Linked DNA regions of Mus musculus: regions 1, 2, 3, 5, 6 and 7 are each linked to region 4. Evidence: chromatin contacts called from public Hi-C and HiChIP or PLAC-seq data. All regions are on one chromosome and are shown on one strand. The core of a region is the stretch at or near the end of the contact, and the rest is flanking DNA. Distances in the headings are between cores, read along the strand shown. Region 1 has its middle 26 kb from the start of Mrpl42. Region 2 has its middle 16 kb from the start of Gm33230. Region 3 overlaps Cradd (CASP2 and RIPK1 domain containing adaptor with death domain). Region 4 has its middle 52 kb from the start of Gm40744. Region 5 overlaps 2310039L15Rik (RIKEN cDNA 2310039L15 gene). Region 6 holds the start of Socs2 (suppressor of cytokine signaling 2). Region 7 has its middle 32 kb from the start of 2310039L15Rik.

Region 1 (2,982 bases), core at 17-2,516, 460 kb before region 4:
GGATTTTATAACTCCCGAGAGGCACCAATTCTGTTAGAAGCCGTCCTGGCCTTTCACTCCGGAAAGGTTTTCTTGTTTTTTCTTTTTTAAGTTGCCCATCAGGGAATTAGGCCATTAATACTGAATCGGATCCTTGTCTGTCCAGTTGGGTGCTTTATTGTAATGATGGACATCTTTATAAACATCTTAATCTTAATACATAACTTTTTGGAATAAAACTTAGACTGACAAAAACAGAATAGTGAACAAAAGAGAAGAAGGTTAGCAATAATTGACAGTAATGTGAACCTCTTGCCCAATGGGAGCACTTAGGTTCTCTCTCTTTTTTTTATTGCATCAAAGAAAGTAAGTCTGATACAAGCTTGTCAGATATACCAACTTTGCTCCTAACTTTAAAACACTATTAGTCTTTTTCAAATTTATACCGAACAAAGCTATTTATATTGAAAAAAATTTATATTGACTTATCTGAACAAAGCTATTTCTATTGAAAAAAATTATATTGACTTATAATAAAAGTTTTACAAAGATCAAGATAAGTTATGAGCATGAAAGAACAAGGCTTGTAAGTAAAATTAAATAATTAAAAAGTGTTTCTGTGAGTCCAGAGTTGACCAATGTGGAACTCTAGAAGGCCAAACGCAGTCCTGTGTGAGTACTTTAGCAAATTAGACTTTAATGTATTGAAAATATAGATTAATGTAGTTCCTGAATTATGTCTTTTTTTGTTTGTTTGTTTGTTTTTGTTTTTTTTTTTCGAGACAGGGTTTCTCTGTGTAGCCCTGGCTATCCTGGAACTCACTCTGTAGACCAGGTTGGCCTTGAACTCAGAAATCCGTCTGCCTCTGTCTCCTGTGTGCTGGGATTAAAGGCGTGCGCCACCACGCCCGGCTCCGAATTATGTCTTTCATGTGTTGCTGATTTTGAGTTTTCTAAACAAATAGTAACCCATCACAGTCTTACTTCCTCTGTATCTTCCTATCTCTTCCATGGCTGAGACAAAACTATTACCTTCCTCACTACCCTTCTATGAAAAACCACTTACAGGTTTTAGTGGCCATTTACAATTACATGTGAGGGATGCTACTTTAAAAGCAGCCCTAGGAAGAGCCGGAGAGGCTGTGTTGCCTTAACCTGCGGAACACATTCTCGACGAAACCGCCAGAGGGCACTGTGACACAGCATTCAGCCTGAACCGCTTACCCTGTGGTTGTGACTTTGAAATGCCAGAATGGCAGAGAATTTGAACATTGCTACTTGAGAAAGGGTGGTTTGATAATGTCATTGCCGGAAGTCGTTCTACTCGTCTATCATTAAGTATTTATACAACAGCTGGTTGTGAGAAGATCTGCTTTCTAGCTGGCCAACTCAAACATCCTTAAGATCAGTGCTACTTGCTAAATATCGGCCGTGCTACTTATATTTTTCTAATGACATTCCCAACTGTGGATGTTTTTCACTATCATTTTTTTTAATTAAGTTTAGGTAGAAAACCTTGACTTACTCAAAGATAACATTGTTAACTGTTTTTGTACTTTCATATATAAAAATAAATCTTTTATGTATATTTAAAGACATCAGATTTCTTTTTGTTAGAAAATATGTTTTTTTTTAAAGATTTTTCTTTTAATGTGTATGGATGCTTTCGTTGCAGGTGTGTCTTAGTAACATGTGGGTGTCTGGTGCCCTTGTATCTCCTGGGACTGTAGTTACAGACAGCTGGGAACTGACTGACATGTGGTGCTGGGAATTGAACTCAGGTCCCCTGGGAGAGCAGCCAGTGCTCTTGACTACTGAGCCATCTCTCCAGCCCTTGTACTTTCTTTTTTGTTTTTAATTTTAAATGGTGTGTGTTTGTTTGTCTCTCGTCTCTCCACATGTGTCTGTCTGTGTATATGTTTGTCTGTCTGTCTGTCTCTCCGTGTGTGTGTGTGTGTGTGTGTGTGTGTGTGTGTGTGTGTGTGTTCTGTTGGGGACTGATCTCAGGGCTTTCTTTATACATGTCAGGCAAGCACTGTGCCTCTGAATTGCCTCCTCACAAGGGCTAAGGGTTTTGTGACTCCTTCTTTTGGTCCCACAAACTCCTGCCTTCCTAAGAAGCTAACAACTCTAGTCCCAGTCAGCAGAGGTAAGAGAACCCATTAGTTAAGACTCTTGATTTCCAGGGCCAAGAAGCCCATCCATCCACAGTAGAGTCCAGCAATGGGAGTCTGTTGGAGGAGGATCACAGGACTGTAGGAAAGTGAAGCTGGACCATGGGGAGACGTCAGCTGAGGACTTGGTTCCTGCCAGTAGGCTTGCTTTTCATCTTTTGTGGTTGTTGTTGTTGTAAACATTTATTCAATGTATGAAGAGGGTGTTCAATTCTCTCTTTCTACCACATGGGATCTGGATATTGAACTTGGCCGGCTTGACGGCAATCTCTTATACCTCCTGAAGTGTTTGGTAGTTCCCCGACTCCTGGTCTGTGTGTGTATGTGTGTGTGTGTGTTCATGCATACCCTGGTGTGGTGTGAAAGACAGAAGACAAACTTGGGGAGTTAAGTTTCAAGGCCTGAACTCAGGTCATCAGGCTTATACAGCAAGCACTTTTACCCATCAACCAGTTGACGTGCCCATTGTTAAGCTGCTTGCCTCCTCCTCCTCCCCCTCCCCCTTCCTCCTCGTTTTCTTGTTGTTGTCGTCGTCATCGTCCTCGTTGTTTTTGAGATGAGGTCTCATAGCTCTAGCAGGCCTAGAACTTACTGTGTAGGCCAGGCTGGCCTCTGTTTCCCGAGTGCTGAGTTTGAAGGCATGTGCCACCATGCAGGGCGGTTAGGCATCTTCTAGTGTGGTCATTTGATGAATGTCTGTCTCTCCTACTAAGCTGTAACCTTCACAACTGGGATTGATGACCTTATTAAGTTATGTGTCTTGCATGGCTCCTAGTGCTGGCACTGCCTGGCCTTTTTACCATCCCCACATAGTTTTGTAAAAGCAAAC
Region 2 (3,055 bases), core at 102-2,601, 380 kb before region 4:
GTATAGTTTTGCGGTCTGATATATTTTGATGGTTGCCAGATAAAATCGATGTCTGGCACTTTTTTCTAGGAAAAACACATTTAGACGTTTCCAAGCTGATTTGTAGGACTTCATGTCATTAGAACTTTGTGGCAGAACTTTTTCTCAAGTGGCTGAAAACATAAAGGAACTTCAGTCTCGAGGGCTGTTCCCAGCATGTCCTGGGAGTGCCAAAGCCGAGAGGCGGACAACGGCCTGGATTGTTTAGACGGCCTTTCTTCAAAAATAACTGAGTATCTGGACTTCTTCCAATAAGGAAAATAACAGCTTTAGCTACTGACACCAGATTAGTCCCACAACTTAGGAAAAACGGGGTACCTTTTCCTCAAGTTTCTAATAACATTTCTTAGTCTGGCTGAGAGGGAGGACTCAGGTTAGTCTTGAAGGTCTGATTGCTGTTTGCTGTTCTATTCTGTTTTTTGTTGTTGTTGTTTTGTTTTGTTTTTTTTCAAGAAGAGCCGGGTTGGGAGAAACAGACTGTTGTTGAAAGTTAGCCTCCCAGTTCAGGCGAGCAAATCACAGTCTTTTTCTTCATTTATGTCCTAAGTATCTTGGATGCGAGTTAAGACGCTATTATAAAGGAATGAAACAGAGAGAGAGGTAGAGAGAGAGAGAGACAGACAGACAGACAGACAGACAGACAGACAGAGACAGACAGAGGGAACCTGGTGATACACGCATTACTTTTTCTTTAAACTCCCTGGCTTCTCTCTAAGGCCAGCGGGTGGATAGCAAGTCTTTACTTGTTGGCAGTACACTGAAGCCTCTTGGAACAAAATGACTATTGAAAACAAAAAAGCAGCTTCGTGAGATACACTTCAGCTAGGGAGCCCAGGAGTAAATATTTTAGATTTGGAAGAACTTTAAAAAAAAAAAAAAAAGCTACAGATCTTCTGAAAGACTTGCCATTTAATTAGTAGGTTAATGAGGCCTTAGGACCGAAAACTTGGTCTGGTTAAAGCACCCACAAAAACTCAAGTAGAACCTGGAAGCAATTCGACCTTGATTTACAAACATGGTGAGGACTAGGGCCAGCTTTGGCTATTTCGAGGAACTGGATAGGGAGAGGGATCAATCAGGGAGAAAGCTGTGTGTGTGTGTGTGTGTGTGAGAGAGAGAGAGAGAGAGAGAGAGAGAGAGAGAGAGAGAGAGAGAGAGAGAGAGAGAGAGAGAGATCTCCTCTCCGGTCTCCATTCTTTCTGCGGGGAGGAGGGGGGGCTACGCTGTCTGGGGCTCGCCCTGGCTGAGCAGAGGGAAGGGCTGAGGTGCCACCGGCTGACGGCTGACGCAGAAGACGTTCTTTTTCTGCAGCCATCTGGGAGTGGCAGCTCCTCCTGGCGTCCAGGCGCCCTGCGGGTCTCAGGGGGTGGGGTGGGGTCCTTATGTCAGGCCACAGCTACAGAGGAGATGTCACCAAATGCGCATTGCGCTGAGCGCACGGCGCCGCTTTCCTCTACAGTGAATGGGTTAACACCTTCTTCTACACCCACCCCTCTGCCCCCACCGTTTACCTCCTACAAACAGAGTTGGGAACCTGGCTGCCACTGTCTGCAAACAAAGCACCTCTCTTGTTTCTGTTAATCCAAAGTAAATATAATCTTCTATTAGCTAGTTTCTCAGTTATTCTGACAGCAACCTACTCGGGGTTAAAAAAAATATCTAGCTAGTTCAGCAAGTCACTATGACGGAGGGACGGGACTGCCTACCTCCTTCCCCACTCCATCCCCTAGGACCTCTTATCTATTTGTAAAAAACTATTTCAGAATGTTCTAATGTCATAGAAGCATCTAATTTTAATCACTTTTTAAAAAGCACACACAAGCAGTATCATGCGTACATACATTCTGCTCTTTAATTTGCTTCTCAGGTTTGCTGTTTGGGGTCTGGATAGCTTTTCATGTCCTTACTCAGATCCCAGCTCTTTACATATTCCAGCCCATGAACACACTTGTTGACAGGCTTGGTCCCCATCAGTGGACGGTTAGGTTGTCTCTGCCCTCACAAACAACAGTGTATTAAAGCCTCTGGGCTTATGAATGTTCTGTGTGTTTATGGGCACAAACACACGGAGTAAATCCCTGCCCCTGGAACTTTTTTGGTGACGGGGTACTCACATGGGACATGTTAGAAGGTTTTCAAAGGCGGGTAGTCCTAGCAATATTTCAGACATAAATAAGTTATTATCTTTCACATCTCCAGCCTTTACCAGGCTTTCTTGAAAACAGTTAATATTTAAATGACACATTTGTTACCGAGAGCAAATCAGCTTGTGTTAAGTTGCTAATTAAGTGTCTTTAAAGTTAAATTTCAAGTCCCAAACAGAGGTCTCTGGAGTGTGCAATTCTCTGCCAGGGCCTTTAGAAACTAGCAAGAAGCCAGCCGTGACAAACTCATCCCAGTCTCCAGGGACATCAACGGCTGTGGCATGTGGCTCTGGAAAACTAGCTGCTTTGAGAAACTCTAGGGTGGGATTGGGAAGGGGTTTGTTTCATGTGTAAGAGTGTTGTCACCAATTAATTCACTTCAGAAACACTGACTAAACACAACCATAGCAAAAGTTTCTCCTCCCCCTGCCTTTCTTTGTACCAGCCTCCCGACACCAGATGGGAGCCCGGTTCTAGGAACCACAAAATTAATTTCCTGCCACTGAAAGGTGATCCAGCAAGGGGATTAGCTTTGCCTGAGGGTGGCTATACACTATATCTAGATCTTGCCCCCAAAGGGATATTTGGCTTGCTTGTGAGTTTAGTGGCTCAAAGCGTTCCACCTGCACCAAACGGTCCATTTAGCTCCTCACTTGAGTTTTCTAGGTAGAAACATTACAGATGAAACCAGGTTCCAATGGATGAGTCAAGTTTTAGAACTTGGGATTCAAGCTGCTATTAAATTGCATTATCGGCAATCCTAGTAGCACTGCCCCCTCCCCCATAGCCTTTTAGATTATAGTCAACCTTGAGGGTGGGGGTTGTGTAGAGTGTTGACAGTTGTCATAATTCCTCAAATAACCACTTGACTG
Region 3 (3,163 bases), core at 339-2,838, 280 kb before region 4:
CTTCTTTGATTCCATGCTTGTCTCTGTATTCCGTCTCTCACATAGCAGCCAGCGGGACCTTTAAGAAACACCGCCACGGAGGACTACGATAGTGAGTATGGACCATGCTGTTGTCTGTGGGCCGTGCTGCCAGTGAGGGCAATGTCTGGGTCTATGATCCTGCTATAGCCAGGAGCTGTGATGGTGTCTATGGCCCGTGTTAATCCTGAAGGCCATGTGGATGCCCATGGTCGGTGCAGCTACCTGCAGCCATGTTGTTATCCACAGGCCATGCTGCTACTGGACGTTGTGATCATGTCTGTGGTCTGCACTACCACGTGGAAGTCCACGATCTGTGTTCCCGCTGATTGTAAAGGGCACAGGTTACCAATGACTGCAAATTCACAGTTGAGAAAGACTGACATAGAAGGCTTCTAGGACAGCTCCCCTCCCCCAGTAACAGCCTAAACAGGAAGCCATGAAGAGAACTCTTCAATGTGAGATAAGGATGCTGAAGTGTAGCTTTTAAGAATTGATGGCTTCTGGTGGGGGTGCCGGTAGAAAAGAACTTAGATATTTTTAAGGGGCTAGCTACTGGAAGTTTGACCATGCTCCATACTCCAGAGAGCATATGGCAATACAAGTTGGACTTGTTTGTATTTATTTATTTACTTACTGATTTACTTTGTTTGTTTGTTTGTTTGTTTTGTGGGGAGGGTCACAAGGAGAGAGTTGGACCTGGGAAGACTGGGAAGTGAGTGTGATTGGGGTTCATAATGTGAAATTCCCCAATAATCAACAGAAGTATTATGTATATAAAACCACGTAGGTCGGGCTGTACTATTCTCCTGTCCAAAATACAACAACGGGTTTTTGCTGTGTTTGCAATAAACACAGGCTCTCCATTATGTTAGCATCCACACTGCCTCCAGCGTCTCCTTCTACTCTTTCTCCTCTCTGTGATGGAGCCACCTTCTTCTCCTTTCTGTTCCTGGAGCTTGCCAGGTTCACCTCACCAGCCTCCCTGCATCTCCAGGCCCTTGCACTGCAGTTCGCTCCCTGGACCACTCTGGACCTGCAACTCTGTGCAGCTGCCTCTTCCTCCAGGCCTCGGGCCAGATAACCACAGCAGGATGACTGTCTCCGCCTCACTCCACCACCCATCTACTTCTGTGGAGTTACTGACGGTTGGGAGGTACCTTGTAGGTGCTGGAGGCAGAACCCAGGTCCTCTGCAGGACTAGCCAGTGTGTTGTAATTGCCACTGCGCCTCTCCAGCCCCTCTTGTTCTTATCAACGAAGCCCTCAGTTTTCTCTTACGTAAGGCATTGGCGGTACACGGTCAGACTTGTTACCAGAGGATACATTAGGTGCCGTTAAAAAAGAACAGCTGGAACCTGGTGTGCTCTCCATGGTAACTTTGTCAAGATGTCACTTTTTGCTACCCAAATGTCCCTTGATTATATCCACTTTATTGTCCCTCATTTGTAAGTGAAGTGTCTGCTTTTTGAAAGTCCTTTTCATTCTGCCTGTACCGCCAGCATATTGTCATATCCAGCGCACCCTGAAAACCTTGTAGAATCAGGAACTGAAACTCAGCGGTCACAGTGGATAGGCCAGAGACCCGTGAAGGCTGAGGCTGGGAAAGCTGGCTGGACTGTATGAGAGGGTTGACTTGAGTGCACTGGGTTTGGGATTTTAAGTGAGTGTTCTGTCCCAGGACACTGAAAGAATTTGGGGTAATTTACTGTTAATTTCTCTTATGAGATTTTGAAATGTAGCAAACAGGATTATGTGGACAGACAAGTTCAAGTCTGGCTTTTTGAGAGTGAAGAATATGAGTTTTAAATTTAGGTGGCTAATCCCAACATTTGGGAGGGTGAGGCAGGAGGATTGCAAGCTATGTAGTGACCTATTTTTTGTTGTTGTTGTTCACTAAAATGAAGCCAAACCAATAGTCCTGCATTGTGATTTTTCTGTGTATGTAGTTTAGAGTGTCTTTTTAAAACAGTTGTTTGTGGCCAGAAGTGGGGCCAGACTGTAATACCAGCATTGCAAAAGATGGGAGGGTTGCTGTGAGCCTGATCAATGGAGTGAGCCTGTATCAAAAAAAAAAAAAAAAAAAAAAAAGGAGGGTGAGAGAAGGGTGAGGGGAAGGAGGAGGAAGAGGAATAGGAGGAGGAAGAGGAGAAAAGAAGAAGAAGAAGAAGAAGAAGAAGAGGAGGAGGAGGAGGAGGAGGAGGAGGAGGAGGAAGAAGAGGAGGAAGAAGAAGAGGAGGAAGAAGAAGAAGAGGAGGAGGAGCAGCTTAAGATAACTAAATGTTGTTTAGGGGAAAGTGTGACACCCCAAGAGAAAGGAGCTCTGGAGAATTCAATTGGAAATGTTCCAGTCATCACTGATTTTTTTGTAGCAGAATCAGGATGAACTCCAGGCTTCTACAAAGCATCAGTTGCTCGTAACCACTGAGCCAGCTCTCTAACCCATTGCTTATTTACCTGTCGTTGCTGTTGTTTGTTGTGTGTTTGAGACAGGAGCTCACTTTATATCCCTGGCAGGCCCGAAACTCTGGGACTTTTATGCAGATCAAGTTCTGAGGAAGTCTAGAACTTTGGACTTTTTGTGTGGACCATCCATTGAGTCAGTGGCTCAAACACACAGAGCTCTGTCTGCCACCCACGAGTCTTAACTGAACTGCAGAATGTTGCCTGGTCCAGTTTTATTAACTTTAAAATGAGAAAATGGGGCGGGAGCCATTCATGCTTTTGCTCCCTACGTCAATTCCTCACACTGTGTGTGTGTATGTGTGTTCCTTGCTTCAGCCTTTTACCTTTCTAGCTTATCAGCAAAGATGAGCATATTGGTTTTATTTTCAGCTATCTGAAAATGTCATGATCATAACAGTTATTATCTGTCATGAGAGCAACTTCGCGAGAATGTTGCTAAACAAACACAAATGTTATCAGTTGTCAGCAGACATTTGTTGCAGAGGAGACCATATGTGACAAGATGTGTGGGGGGAAAAAGTAAAAGGATCAGCCGTTATCACATAAGAGGCGAGAATCGAGTGAAGTTTAGTCTTAGGAATTCTTGTTATCAAAGAACCTTTATCGAGGATAGCCAGCACCTCAAGATGCAGGCAATGGAAGCTCAGGAAAACTAACACACACAGAGATCTTCTGACTTT
Region 4 (3,132 bases), core at 152-2,651:
CAGTGGGTATCCTGCTGTCTCCTAGGGTTACCTTTACAGCGGTGTCCCATTGTCTATTATGGTCACTCTTACAGTGGGTATCCATTGGCCCCTAGGGTTACCCTTACAGTGGGTGTCCCATTTTCTACCAGAGTCACCCTTACAACATGTGTCCCAGTGGCCCCTAGGGATCACCCTTACAGCAGGTGTCCCATTGTCTACTAGGGTCACCCTTACAGTAAGTATCCCATTAGCCCCCAGGGTCACCCTTATAGCAGGTGTCCCATTGGCCTCTAGGATCACCCTTACAGTAAATATCCCATTAGCCCCTAGGGTCACCCTTACAGCAGGTGTCCCATTGGCCTCTAGGATCACCCTTACAGTGGGTGTCCCATTGGCCCCTAGGGCCACCCTTACAGTGGTTGTCCAGTTGGCCTCTAAGGTCACCCTTATAGTGGGGTGTCACCCTTTCAGTGGGTGTCCCATTGGCTCTTAGGGATTGGCCCATGGAACTTAGCTGGAACAGAGATGCTGCAGGCAAAGTGTCTGAGGTGATCTCAGGAAAGCATCAATCACCCTTTTACCCAGGAGATAAACTTTGAGAAAGGCTTGGACTACAGTGTTTATATCAAGGCTACCTCTACACCCGGGGGCAGGACACCCTGACAGACAGCCCGTTTACATCACTACTTGTTCTGTTTACTGTTTTAGTGTCCATTCTGGAATGCCCTTCCTATGCCTCCCTCTGCTTACCCATCTTCCTCACAGATCACCCCCTCCAGGCAGTCTTCCCAGACCACTCAAGACCTCACTTGCCTCCCACTTCTCCAAAAGCTCCGAAGAATCATCTTCCTTGCACTGATCTATGCACGTGACTCTCACGCCTCTTGTTCAGTTTGATGGCAGGCCTGGCACCACACCTGGCTGCCCTTGCTTATCCAACCTCATTTCCTAACCCACCGTAGAACCACAGTGGGTGCCTGCTGTCTCGTTAGCATAAGTTGGGACATGCAGTCTTTAAAAACTAAGTTGGGTAGTACAGTAGAATTGGTGGAAAAATTAAAAATAAGCTTCCTCTTGAATGAACGATGAGAGGTGAGCTTTGGGGACATCATTCTGTGCCTTTAAAAAAAAAAAAAGTATAAAATGCCCCGCACTTCGGAGGCAGAGGCAGGCAGATCTTTGAGTTTAAGGCCAGTCTGGTCTACAGAGTGAGTTCCAGGATGGCCAGGGCTACAGAGAAACCCTGTCTCAAAAGAACAAATCAAAACAAAAAGTACAAAAGAAAGGGAGAAATCAGATGCAGGTTGCAAGTTCCTGGTGACATCAGCTTTGGCAGGCCCTGATGGAAAGTGACCTTGCCAGAGCCCTGCTCCCCCATTCAGTTGGAACACTTTCCACTAACGGTATTAATCTGGCCTTCAGTCTGAGGCAGAGCTGCCTGGGCCAAGCCCTCCTGCTTCAGTCCAAGTGATGAATCAGCCCCATCTCCTAATGCCCTCAAGAATTAGAAGAATCGGCGGAGGAAGAGAGAGGCACAGGGCACCATGCACACCCTCAGATGGACAATAGAAATGACGGAGGCCAAGACCTTCGGTCTCTTTCCATCTCTGGGAAGCCTTTCCATTAAAAACATTTTCTTCTTCTGTTACATCCATGTTTTTTCTTTTTGGTTTCCTCTTGTCAGCCTCAGCCCAGAGGAAACTTCTCACTCCCCACCTCCAACCACGTACTAAACACCGTTTCCTTCCAAGGGCTTCTTCGTTATTTTTTTCTTCAACTTACAGCTAGATTGCTTGGCATCAACCGAGAAAGCCTAGTAACACTCTGGCGTTCCAAAAGCAGCCCAGAAGATCAGAAGTATCCGCCGCATCTACCTCCTGGACTCGGCACGATCAAACGCTACGCTCTCTGAGAAGACATTGGGAGTAGTAGAAATGTTAAGTTTGTTTTTTCTTTTTTCTTTCTTTTTTTTTTTTTTTAATTTTAAAAAACCTAAAAAGACACCTTAAAGGAAGCAAAAGACAGACACAGCCAAGAAGCAAGCAAATCTGATATTCTCTGAGCTGAAAAACAAGAGCCAAGGGAATTCTATTCTTAGCAGAGACTTAGCCAGCTCCATTCTCCAGGGGTGGGGTGGGTTGCAAAGAAGGCTACAGTGCCCTCTGTCTGGGACCTGTCAGCATGTAGCCTGGGGGCTTGGATTCATTCTCTCTCTCTCTCTCTCTCTCTCTCTCTCTCTCTCTCTCTCTCCCTCCCTCCCTCCCTCCCTCCCTCCCTCCCTGTCTCTCTCTCCCTCCCTCCCTGTCTCTCTCTCCCTCTCTCTGTTTTTTTTCTGTTCTCTCTCTATATATTCTTCTTTTTTTCTCTCTTCCAAATGGAGTTTATTTGTTTAACAGTCCTGGAACTCAATCCACAGACCAGGCTAGCCTTGAACTCACAGAGATCCACTTGCCTGTCTCTGTATTCCTCATGCTGGGACCAAAGGCGTATGCTACCACACCTGGCTTAGCTAAGGTTTTTCATTCATGGTTTTTTGTTAGTCATTGTACAACCTTTGCAATGTCTGATTATCTAAAAAGAACATGAGAGCAGGGAGCTCAGTTGACTTCACCACAGTTGTACAGTTTGGAAATGGCATCAGTAAAGATGCTAACTAACCCAGGTTCCCTTTTCTTAGCCTGTGTCTTTATAGTTCGTCTTTCCGTATCAGATTTATGTTGTTTCATGCTCAAAGGCTTTGACAGCCAGATCTGTCTAACACAGAGGTTGGTTCTCAAAGCTGAACACCATAGGCCTCCTAAAGATGTGTTCTACTATGTTTGGATACATGTCTCCCAAAGACTGGCATGCTAAAGGCTTAGTCCCCAGGCAGTGCTATCACTAGGAGATGGTGGGACCTCTAAGAGGCAAATTCTTCTAAAAGAAAGCTGGGCTTTTGTGGAATTGCCTTTAGCCAGCCTGGCACAAACAAAGATCTTCTAAAAAGAAGACAGCCTCACCTTTCTTTGGTTATCACACTATGGAAACAATGGTCCCCAAGGAATTGGATCCCTTGGAGCCTCTCACAAGATGAAGGAACAGGCTGAAGCATAGTGCCAGCCAGAGGAGGTTTCATATCATCCTGTTATCTTATCTACCACCTTGTAAGGG
Region 5 (3,059 bases), core at 401-2,900, 330 kb before region 4:
TACAAAGTTATTTGGCCTCAAGTATTTTGTTGTAGTAACTATTGCTTAATTGCTTGCTACAGTTGACTAACACATTGCTACAAAGTTTGGAAAGTTCAAAAAAACCACCCCCACAATCTCCCATTATTCCATCATCCAAGGGGAACACATATTTTCATACGCATAATTTAGCTTTCCAAATTTTCATTTTGTATTTGCTCTTGCCTTAGACATCATGAAGGATTTCCCAGTTACCTCCAGGAGACTGTAAAATGAAGTATGTAAGAGCTTGAAAGATACGCCATCGCTAAGCATATCCAATCATTAAGCATTCTTATTATGATTATTACTATGATTATAGTAAAACTATAATGAAACCTTCCTTGTGGTGTGATTCTGAGATGAACATCTGTGAATGCAAATCTTTGCCCACATCTCTGATTATTTATATTTGGAAGATTTTCTTGTTTTGTTTTTGATCATGCACACGCACGTGTGTCTGACTGTGAGTTTGTGTATGAGTGTGGTGCCCTTGGAGGCCAGAGGTGTCAGATCCTCTTGGTGCTAGAGTTCCAGGTAGCCGTGAGCTCGAGAACAGGAGAGCTGGGTACCAAACTCAGGTCCTCAGCAAGAGCATCACTTAACTTCTGAACCATCTCCCCAGCTCCTTTATTTCCTTTAAGAGGAATCCTTACAAGGAAAATTCCAGAGTCAAGGGATATGCAAATGGATCCGAGGTGAGGAAGGAGGATGGAGAACCAAACCTCTCCAGGAAGGAACTGCCTGGTCGCACCCAACTCTTCTCCCTAATGCCTCCTGGACAGAATTACATCGTGTACATTATAGAATCCAGGATGTGGCTAAAGTAGAGAGACTACACACACTCAGCTTGCAATTCACAGTTGAGACACCTTTCTTTCTTTTTTAAACTGAAAAAAAAACATCTTTTTTTAAAAAATACAATATACATTGATAAATGTTTCCCCTCCTCCAGTTTCTTTTATGAAAAACTTCTCTAATTTAGGCGAGTCAGTTCCTGAGAAGGCTCAGTGGGTAAAGGTCCTTGCCACCAAACTTGATGACAAAGTTTGATCCCTGTCCCTGTTGGCTTTGGGATGGAAGCTGAGAAAACTCATTTCAGAGACAGAAGCTTAAAAATGAAAACTTTATATTCTGAACTCTCAGGAAAGCAGTTAGTTTGGGTTCTGAACTGTGTCCCCATAGGGAGATTGTACATTTTCAAAGGCTGGGAACACAAAGTGGCAGGTGGGGGAACAGCTGTGGTGTTATCCAACTGTGTTTTGACGTTATGGGGGTACCCCTTAGAGACCGAGCTGTATCCAGGGCACCTTCAAGGTCCTTAATTCATTCTCCTAGACAGTGTCTGGTGCTCAAAGTGATAAGGGGACAATGGAGCAGGTCAGCTGCATGTAGTTAACTATCACATAACAGGCAATAGGTTATGTATTTTTATAACTTATGCACCTTTGTTTAGATAACAGCAATTTCTCTACTCTCTACCGGTTAACAGACAACTAAGAGGTGGGATAGGTGCTCATTCCTAGGCCTGGCAACATGAACTTGTTTAACCCTGCCAGCAAGATGGACAAGGTGTCCTTGAAATGTCTGGACTCAGACAACTGTCCCCTTACAAGTTGTCCCTGAGATGTCTGGACTCAGATAACAGTTTACAGCAGAAGCTGTTCAGCTATTGGGAAGTGCCCAGCTCCTCTAGGACCGGGACCTTGAATTTAATTTCTCCCCATGATTTAATGGAGTCTGAAAACTTAATGGTAGTACTTAAAGTTTCTTCTTTTGCTTGTTCCCAACACAGCCCCGTGGTGGAAACACAGAACTGACTCCTCAAAGTTGTCCCTCCACTTCCATTTAAGTGCTGTGATACACGCATGCCCTTCCCCTTAAAAAATGTAATTGAAATTTTTAGCTTGATGGGAGACAAATACTTCCTCAGCCACTCTTGTTTACAGTCTGGGATTACTGATGGACACAAACATTTCCTCCCCAAGTCTCCACGGGCCGTTGCATTTCTTCTATGGTTTGTTGAGTTATGACTCAAATATGATGCATCATGACTTTCAAAAGTATTTATTTTTTTTAAGCCTATGAAACTTCAAACTGCATCATCCAGGCAGCCCAAAGGAAGGACTCTTTTTTTTTTTTTTATAATTTATTTATTGATTATAATTAAGTACACTGTAGCTGTCTTCAGACACCAGAAGAGGGCATCAGATCTCATTACAGATGGTTGTGAGCCACCATGTGGTTGCTGGGATTTGAACTCTGGACCTTAGGAAGAGCAGTTGGGTGCTCTTACCCACTGAGCCATCTCACCAGCCCCAAGGAAGGACTCTTTACATGAGTGGATGTTTGTGTTTTCATACGACCACACATAACTCAGAGTGTGTTTTCTAGTAATAAGAATAAATGGAATAGCAGTTCCAAACAGAGCCAGCCTCAAGGGACTAAAAGGTTCTGGAGAACTGACAGGGTAGCCCAGAAACAGAAATTAAAACTTTTTAAGGGTTCGCCATGCGTTGCCCAAACCCAGCCTTCCTCTCTGTGCTTCAGAGCATTTTTTATTGGCCAGTTTTGTCATAACCTTTGCAATCCCATCTTTTTTGAAACTGAAGAGGAAGAATGAAACCCATCACTGCATAAACCAGAACCCAGACATTAATTAGAGAGTTGTCCGCTTGGGCTTTTGTTAATGAGCCCTTGTATAATCATCGCCCAGTTTTCACCAAGTGTGAGGTCTCAGTTAGGAGAAATTGCCGTGGTCTCCCTAAGAATAAAATTATAGAACGCTAGAGAACACAGGCAAGAAATGTCAGTTTGTTGTTAGAGAACTAATATGGGGAGTCACTGGCTGGAATCTAGCATTTGGTTGGCTCTCAGTGAGCCAGAAAAGCTTCTCAAGTTTTCTTTGTGAGGCTCAGGAGTTCATCTTCCAGACCCAAGCGCTTCAAGTTCTGAATGGGGAAAGTAGACACATTTTTACCTCACGATAACAATGTTTAAAACTGTTCCATGTTTGGTTGGTTGGTTGGTTGGTTGGTTGG
Region 6 (3,210 bases), core at 219-2,718, 400 kb before region 4:
AGTAAGAGGCATCCTTCCCATCAAAGATTCCAGGAAAACAGCCTCCCCCCTCCGCGGCCACACATACGAATCTATCGCTGACAAAGCCCCTGTAAGCTGGCTTATGTCCTCCCCTCGCGTTCACCATTCTGTAAGTGCATAGAATTATTTAAGAGGAAAAAAATTACTGTGGATAAAAATTGGTTCGGGGCCTTGGAATTGGCCGGTCGTGTTGTGTTTCCTTCCAGGGCCGGCAGGCGGGGCACCAGGCAAGGCTTGGAAGCCGCGCCTCTCTCAACCTCTCCTGGCCACCCTTGCCCAACTTCCCCATAGACACAGCTTCAACTAAAAGTGGCCATTGACCTTTCAAGCTTTTGAGCAGTGGGGCAACAGAACAGTATTTCAAAGAAAAATGGTTATCGAAATTTCGAATCCGGTTTTCCCATGAGTGTTTTTTTTTTGTTTTTGTTTTTCTGTTAAAAAAAAAAAAAGTAGGTCACATTCAAAGTGGGTCACGTTTCAGGAGCCGGCGTGCCTGGATGCCGGCGCGGAGGCTAGGTGGCCTCTTACAGAGTGGGAGGTGAGGGTCCCAATAGGAAAGAAGTACTGGGATCAATACGAACTCCGGGTCCCTGGCTTTGCAAGGATTCACAGAGACAAACGCACCAGGCCTGTGACCCCGCACCCCACCCGGGCACAGGTAAGGGCACCTCCTCTGTAGGGTGGCCAGGGTGGGTCTCCCGAAGGGCAAGCAGGAGTTGAGCTGAGGAGGAAAGGAGAAGCTGGGCAAGGCTGATGCAGGGGACTACCAGTTGGAGCTCCAGGGGGGAGGGATTGAGGGCAGTCTGCGCAGCTTTAAGGAGGCGCTCAGCTCGTCTCTTTCCTGGCCTTCTAGGATGCTGGCGGAGGGGACAGTCTCTGGTTCGCTTCCCGAGGTGCCCGGGAGTGGTAGTCGACCTGGGCAGTGGCGTGCTAGCTCTAGCTCTGTGTGTGTCTTAGAGAGGGAGGGACGGACATCTGAGCCCCGCCCCCTTCCCGCACGCTGGTCCTGCATCCCACATGGAGGAGAGGAGGGTCGCGTCTGGCAGGCGCACAGCGGGGTGGATGGCTGGCCTAAAGGTTCCCTCCTACGTGGAGGGCTGGGGAGAAGAGGGGCTGCTATTCGCGGGACCGAGGTGCTCAGCTGTTGCAGACACAGGGGCAGGTACTGGTGGCTTAATAGGCATTGGCTGGGGACTTCTCCTTGTTCCCGAGCACCCCGAGGTGCAGGGTCAGAGGAGGGCGGAGTCGCAGGCTTCCACCCCGCAGCCACCAGCACCAGCACCCGCACCGGCTCTCTCCACCCGGCTCCCTTGAAGCCTGCGCATTAGCGGCCGGGGCCTCTTTAAAGCGCTGGCGGGGGCTGCGGTCACGTGAGGCGGATTCCTGGAAAGTTCCTGGAAAGCGGCCTCCGCCGCGGCCGGGCGGGGCGCGAGGGGCGGGAGGCGGGGAGCGAGGGAGGCGCGTCGGGCTGGGAAGTCGCGCGCACACTCGGCTCCGGGGACAGACGGTTAACTCTTGCCAAGTCTCGCCGCCTCTGCGGCTCCCGGGCCTTGGGCTTCCCCCCTGAAGCATGAGCCTTTCCTCCCGCAGCCGCCAACGCTGCGCGGGTCTCGGACAGTGCGCGCCGGGACTCCAGGCGCGCGCCCTCAAGATCCCTTGTGCCCGGAGCCCGGAAGCTTGCGGCAGGTACCGCTCGCGAAGCCCGAAGGTTCCGCCCGGGGGGACAGTGGCCGGGAGGGCGGCGGGGTGCGAGCACGGGGGCGGCGGCGGACCGCCTGGGCGTCCGCAGTTTAGGGCGCCCCGGGAGAGTTCAAGTCGGGGCTCTGCCCCATCCGGACTCAACTGCCTCCTCTCTCCCGGGTTCCTTCTCGGTCTCGGGAAATTTTCCGAGCACCCCCACCCCCCAACAACTGCTACCCAAATTTATAATCCTAATAACCTGATCTCCCGCTCCTCCCCGCCAGCCTCCGCCCTTGCTCCCCCACCCCACCCCTTCTCTTTCTCCCATCTCCTCCGCTTCAACTGGAGGGAAACCCGGCACTGGCGAGCAGGGGTGTCAGCCTGGGGCGGAGAGGGGGGGGGGAAGCTAGGCGACGATCCCTGGGATTTTTGTCTGCCTTTGGCGCAGAAAAACTCGGTTGCTTTTACTGAGCGCAGAGCCGATTGCATCCCCAGGCATCTCCTTCCACAAATAAACGTCACCCGGGGAACTCAGACGGACACCCCTCCTTGCCCCCTGGCTCCCCCGCCCCTTGTCCGCTGGGGAGGCTGCCTAGTGCGGAGGCGGCAGTCGCGGCGGTGGAGGTAAGACCTCAGTCCCAGTTGATGGCATGGCCCGCTGCGCTCGCTGTTGCGGGCTCAGCCCCGGCCTCATTTGGAGCTCCGGCGGGGGCTGCACGCTCCGGCCGATTCCTCGACAGCGCCCGCGGCGGCAGCCGCAGGAGCCGCGGTCCGCGTTTTGGAGCGACCGCCGCTGAGCCCCCCATCCTCGTCTGGAGCGTGCTCCAGGAAGCGGCAGGAGTGGGGGTGAGGCCGCCTCCGAGGCAGGGATGCAGCGGCTGGCGCGCCGCTAGCGCACCGCAGCACCCTCGGCTGGCGACCCAGGAGCCCTGCGGCGCTTTAGGGCGTGGAACCAGGTTTTGCCGGATGCATCCTCCCAAGGGCCCTGGGGCTGCTCGAAATGTAAGATGGAAATGCCAAGTGCAGAGAACTGCCCGGTTCTTTGTGTAATGTTTTCCCCCCCACCCCCACCCCCCACTTGCCCATGACAAAGGCCTATCCATCCGGACCCGCAGGTGACTGTTTCCTGGGCTGCCTGTGTGTAATTCCAGCACACAGTTCTTCGGCGGGAAAACACCTTGTTTACTCTCATCCTGTCTCCCTCCTCACCCCTCTACTCCGGCCAACTTTAGTGTCTTGGATCTCTGCCCTTTTTACCCGTCTTTCCCCAGAGTTGGGCAGGGCGTTAGCTGGATGCTCGGGGTTAAATGGTACAGAACACGCAGGCGGAGGAGTCCCTGGGATTTTCCACGTGTCTGTTTACCCACCCCCACCTCGGCCGTAGGGGTTCAGCCCAGACTGACCCAATCTCTGTTCCATTGTTTCTTCACAGGCGATCTGTGGGTGACAGTGTCTGCGAGAGACTTTGCCACACCATTCTGCCGGAATTTGGAGAAAAAGAACCAGCCG
Region 7 (3,358 bases), core at 396-2,895, 350 kb before region 4:
TAAGCAGTCTTGTGGGACTAAGTTTTCTTAATATCTCACACTATCACAATAGGGATCAAATTTCAGCACATGAACCCCCCCCCTGTGTGTGTGTGTGTGTGTGTGTGTGTGTGTGACCCAAATCATATTAAGTCATAACAAGACAATGTCTAGAGATGAGGAACTCTGGAACTGGGGGAGAGGGGTTGTGGCAGGGAGCAAGTGCAGAATGGCTAACTTGCCCATGATTCACCCTCCTGTCAGTGTTTTCCTGACTGAATGCAACTGGAAGCCAGAGGATAAGGGTGCAGGGGGAATGTGGCTCATAAATGCCAATCTTCTCCAGCATCCTGGGGCACAGCAGAGCAGGAAAGAACAACCAATGGACTGGATGGAGGCAAGCCAGCAGAACCAGCCAGTTCCTGCTTCAGCATATGCCAAAGAGAAGGTGATAACTAAGTGAGAAGACAAAGAAAGCTGAAGCAAAAGCAGATATACCAATAGGTGTTTCACAAGCCCCGAGGTGGTGGCGCACACCTTTAGTCTGGGCACTCAGGACGTAGAGGCAGGCGGCTCTCTGAGTTCGAGGACAGCCTGATCTACAGAGTTCCAGGACAGTCAGGGCTACACAGAGAAACCCTGTCTCAAAAACAACAACAACAACAACAAACAAACAAAAAAAGTTTCACAAGCCTCAGTAAGGTGAACGAAAGTACCCTCTACAAACCTGCAGTCAGATGTGTGGCTCACAACCGTAACTTCAGTGCTCAGGATAATAAGACAGGAGGCGTGCCATGAACGTGAAACTAGCCTGGTCTACAGTGCATTTTAGACCTGCCTGGGCTACAGATGTGAGGCTCTATCTCAAAAACAACAAGGGGAAAGCAATAATCTTTAAACCTCACAGAAATTTTACAAGATATAACATCGACCCCGTGTGTGTTTGGTTAAAGATCCTGAGACCTTTGAGAGTAACGGACCCCAGTAACGTGGAATTGTGGAGCCAAGACTACAAATGAGGCCCCAGATTTTTTTCATTGGACCAAGCTAAACATGTTTATATGAACAAGTTAAACATAGACACACACACACACACACACACACACACACACACACACACCCCGTAGCCCCCCCTCCCCCCGCTCTGGTCATTCCCGGAAATGTCTGTCTGCTTGCCGAATCCCTGAGCAGAGTCTGTTTCGGCCTCGGTGGCTTTTAGCCTACATAGGGTCCACAGAGGAAGGCAGCTTCCGCCGGCTGAATATTATAGTGACAATCTAACGCCATTCATACTCCAATCACCAACTGTTGCTCTCCTTCATCGCTATTGTGTAGGGTGTCTAGATTTATTTCTATTGTTTGTAGTCATGCATCTCCCGTGTGGGTATGTGTATGTGAATGCAAATGCTTACAGTGATCAGAGGTATTGGATTCAACCGGGAACTGGAGCTATAACCAACATAAGCCGCCCAACGAGTGTACAGGGAACCCACCTCATGTCCTCTACAAGAGCAGGACACAGATTTAACCATGGAGAAATTTCTCTAACTCTTAATTTTAATTTTTTTAAATTTTTTAAATAAAAATTGATATAATATATATTATATGTTGAGCATATTCCCCTAAAGCCCCTACCCCCTCCTTTCCCGCCTCCTGTTAGTTTCATTTCTTCCCCAAGACAGTTTCACTTCTGCCTGTAGGTCAGATATTCATACATGATTTCATGTATCTATAAAAAAAAAAAAAAATCCAGGAACCACAAATGAAAGAAAACATGTTCTATTTTTTTTTTCTTTCTGAAGCTGGCTGAATTCGTTTAATTGGATCGTCTCCAGTCATATCTACTTCCACACGAGCAGCGTAACTTCATGTTCCCGTTGTGTAGATAGACCACACTCTCTTTATTCATGCCTCTGTGCTGACTTCGTAATCAGCTACTGTAGACTAGAGCTGCCGATAACCACAGACGTGCAGGTACCTCTGTGATGGTTTCCCAAGTCCCTCAGGGAAACACCTAGAAGTGGCTCATGCCCTAGTTAGTTGTTTGAGAGACCTCGATACTGATTGCCTCAGTGACTGGACCAGTTTACCTTCCTACCAGGGGTATAGAAGAGCTCCCTTTGTCCGAATGTGGCCAGTGTTTGCTGTTTGTTTTCTTGATGCCTGCCATTCTGACTGGCTGGAGACAGAACGCAGTGTATTTTAATTTGCAGCCATCTGTTTCTTTATAATGTAATTATTTAAGAGCACCCCAGCTCTTTAAGGCTTTGGAGAATCTGGGTTTTGTTTGTCTCCTGTCACTTCGTCTGAAGCACTTGGGCAGGCACGGGTCAGTACAGTCAGTTATTTGGTGTCTTTTAATGTTTAAGAAAAACTCACTTAGACGGTACATTGTTACACATGCGCCACAAACTTGTACCCTTTTTTCTCCCATTGAATATTGGACAATGAGTATTTATTATCCAAGCTATATAAATAGCACTTTCAAAACAATTAGCATATATCAATTGTGTATAGTCATGAGTTCATGTCTACAATGTACTTGGCTCATTTTCACCCCATCAGAACTTTCTTTTTTATCTTTCCTTTTCCCCCACCCTAGGTGTGCTTATTCTTCCCAAATAACATTTCTTTTACTTTTATGCCTCAAGAAAGAAAACCAGACTCCATATGTGAGGGAACGTGTGTGATGATTGTGGTTCTGAGCCTGGTCTACTTCACATAATCTGATGAGCTCCAGTTTCATCCATTATCCTGCGAATGGTATTTTGTTCTTTATGACTAAATAATCAGGTACTGGCAGCACACTTTCTGTATCACCCATTAATGGGAACCCAGGCAGATTGCTTCACCTGGCTGCTGTGAACACTGCCATGGCACATGTCATTGGCTCTCTCATAGTAACTCTAGGGGTGTAAGTTACTTCAAGGGATTTTTCTGTTGCTGGACGTTTGACTATGCGGCATCCTCATTCCATTCAATATCTACTCAGTATCAAGGTTGTCAGGAGCAACATTTTGGAGGCGGATTTCTTTCGGTGGAATTGCTTTGAGGAGAGCTGCTGTCTTCAGGGAATGCCTAGAAAGGATGGTTACACTCCACAGCTGTAATTACATCCAATAGACTCAGCTTGTGAATCTAATTTGTTTTGTAAGCTAATCCATCTTGTTGTGGAAGAGTTGAAAGTGTCTTCTGGTATACACCGGTGGAAGAATACCTTTATAAAACCCATTCGTCCATCTATCCCCACCCCCACAACCATCCACCTGCCCACCCACCCACAATCACCCTAGGACACTAGGTGAGGGGAAAGGGAATAGAAGAGAGATTAATAATGGGTGAAAAAAAAGATCCAAGTACATTATAGACATGTTCTTAT

Evidence for each region. Hi-C and Micro-C count contacts between places; a contact is called where the count stands out from the background. HiChIP or PLAC-seq counts read pairs in DNA pulled down with a chosen protein or histone mark.
Region 1: a contact with region 4 is called in an H3K27ac HiChIP or PLAC-seq map of acute myeloid leukemia, with 9 times the contacts expected there. The contact joins two enhancer-like sites. A contact is called at or near these places in 1 of 15 datasets of contacts at CTCF or cohesin (the NIH/3T3 cell line), 5 of 484 Hi-C or Micro-C datasets (bone marrow-derived macrophages, embryonic fibroblasts, embryonic stem cells and 2 more), 9 of 115 datasets of contacts at active chromatin or transcription factors (VIP interneurons, acute myeloid leukemia, differentiating embryonic stem cells and 5 more) and 1 of 9 other capture datasets (embryonic stem cells).
Region 2: a contact with region 4 is called in an H3K27ac HiChIP or PLAC-seq map of heart atrium, with 5 read pairs. The contact joins two enhancer-like sites. A contact is called at or near these places in 3 of 484 Hi-C or Micro-C datasets (bone marrow-derived macrophages, muscle stem cells and nephron progenitors), 5 of 115 datasets of contacts at active chromatin or transcription factors (bone marrow-derived macrophages, craniofacial prominence, embryonic basal ganglia and 2 more) and 3 of 9 other capture datasets (adipose tissue, embryonic stem cells and liver).
Region 3: a contact with region 4 is called in an H3K27ac HiChIP or PLAC-seq map of large pre-B cells, with 2.7 times the contacts expected there. The contact joins two enhancer-like sites. A contact is called at or near these places in 1 of 15 datasets of contacts at CTCF or cohesin (the NIH/3T3 cell line), 4 of 484 Hi-C or Micro-C datasets (embryonic stem cells and nephron progenitors), 3 of 115 datasets of contacts at active chromatin or transcription factors (VIP interneurons, embryonic stem cells and large pre-B cells) and 1 of 9 other capture datasets (embryonic stem cells).
Region 5: a contact with region 4 is called in a Hi-C map of bone marrow-derived macrophages, with 27 read pairs. The contact joins two enhancer-like sites. A contact is called at or near these places in 1 of 15 datasets of contacts at CTCF or cohesin (the NIH/3T3 cell line), 2 of 484 Hi-C or Micro-C datasets (bone marrow-derived macrophages and nephron progenitors), 3 of 115 datasets of contacts at active chromatin or transcription factors (acute myeloid leukemia, large pre-B cells and regulatory T cells) and 1 of 9 other capture datasets (embryonic stem cells).
Region 6: a contact with region 4 is called in an H3K27ac HiChIP or PLAC-seq map of VIP interneurons, with 5 times the contacts expected there. The contact joins the promoter of Socs2 here to the enhancer-like site in region 4. A contact is called at or near these places in 13 of 39 promoter capture datasets (3T3-L1-derived adipocytes, the C10 cell line, the HPC-7 cell line and 9 more), 1 of 15 datasets of contacts at CTCF or cohesin (the NIH/3T3 cell line), 15 of 484 Hi-C or Micro-C datasets (the C2C12 cell line, the CH12 cell line, adipose-derived mesenchymal stem cells and 7 more), 25 of 115 datasets of contacts at active chromatin or transcription factors (the 230-238 cell line, the NIH/3T3 cell line, VIP interneurons and 17 more) and 4 of 9 other capture datasets (adipose tissue, liver, macrophages and 1 more).
Region 7: a contact with region 4 is called in an H3K27ac HiChIP or PLAC-seq map of large pre-B cells, with 2.3 times the contacts expected there. The contact joins two enhancer-like sites. A contact is called at or near these places in 2 of 484 Hi-C or Micro-C datasets (bone marrow-derived macrophages and nephron progenitors), 5 of 115 datasets of contacts at active chromatin or transcription factors (the NIH/3T3 cell line, bone marrow-derived macrophages, fibro-adipogenic progenitors and 2 more) and 1 of 9 other capture datasets (embryonic stem cells).

What each region holds. Positions count from the first base shown.
Region 1 is chr10:95,474,350-95,477,331 of GRCm38.p6, reverse strand. It overlaps the pseudogene Gm3619. Among named protein-coding and RNA genes, the nearest start is that of Mrpl42, 26 kb to the left of the region's middle. Within about 2 kb of position 1,266, at least 15 of the 459 cell types and tissues checked have an H3K27ac peak or open chromatin away from gene starts, as enhancers often do.
Region 2 is chr10:95,397,042-95,400,096 of GRCm38.p6, reverse strand. It overlaps a transcript of Socs2 not described here. Among named protein-coding and RNA genes, the nearest start is that of Gm33230, 16 kb to the left of the region's middle. Within about 2 kb of position 1,351, at least 66 of the 459 cell types and tissues checked have an H3K27ac peak or open chromatin away from gene starts, as enhancers often do. A contact at or near this core is called in adipose tissue, heart atrium and muscle stem cells, where this site is marked.
Region 3 is chr10:95,289,751-95,292,913 of GRCm38.p6, reverse strand. All of the region lies in intron 2 of Cradd (CASP2 and RIPK1 domain containing adaptor with death domain), which reads left to right. Among named protein-coding and RNA genes, the nearest start is that of Cradd, 32 kb to the left of the region's middle. Within about 2 kb of position 1,588, at least 66 of the 459 cell types and tissues checked have an H3K27ac peak or open chromatin away from gene starts, as enhancers often do.
Region 4 is chr10:95,012,375-95,015,506 of GRCm38.p6, reverse strand. No RefSeq gene overlaps it. Among named protein-coding and RNA genes, the nearest start is that of Gm40744, 52 kb to the right of the region's middle. Within about 2 kb of position 1,401, at least 53 of the 459 cell types and tissues checked have an H3K27ac peak or open chromatin away from gene starts, as enhancers often do. A contact at or near this core is called in VIP interneurons, adipose tissue, heart atrium and 2 more, where this site is marked.
Region 5 is chr10:95,346,937-95,349,995 of GRCm38.p6, reverse strand. All of the region lies in intron 1 of 2310039L15Rik (RIKEN cDNA 2310039L15 gene), which reads right to left. Among named protein-coding and RNA genes, the nearest start is that of 2310039L15Rik, 12 kb to the right of the region's middle. Within about 2 kb of position 1,650, at least 13 of the 459 cell types and tissues checked have an H3K27ac peak or open chromatin away from gene starts, as enhancers often do.
Region 6 is chr10:95,415,115-95,418,324 of GRCm38.p6, reverse strand. It overlaps Socs2 (suppressor of cytokine signaling 2), which reads left to right and starts at 1,468. Exons shown (of 3, transcript NM_007706.4): 1 at 1,468-1,707; 2 at 3,134-3,210. It overlaps 5730420D15Rik (RIKEN cDNA 5730420D15 gene), which reads right to left and starts at 950. Exons shown (of 5, transcript NR_045339.1): 1 at 646-950.
Region 7 is chr10:95,366,293-95,369,650 of GRCm38.p6, reverse strand. No RefSeq gene overlaps it. Among named protein-coding and RNA genes, the nearest start is that of 2310039L15Rik, 32 kb to the right of the region's middle. Within about 2 kb of position 1,645, at least 22 of the 459 cell types and tissues checked have an H3K27ac peak or open chromatin away from gene starts, as enhancers often do.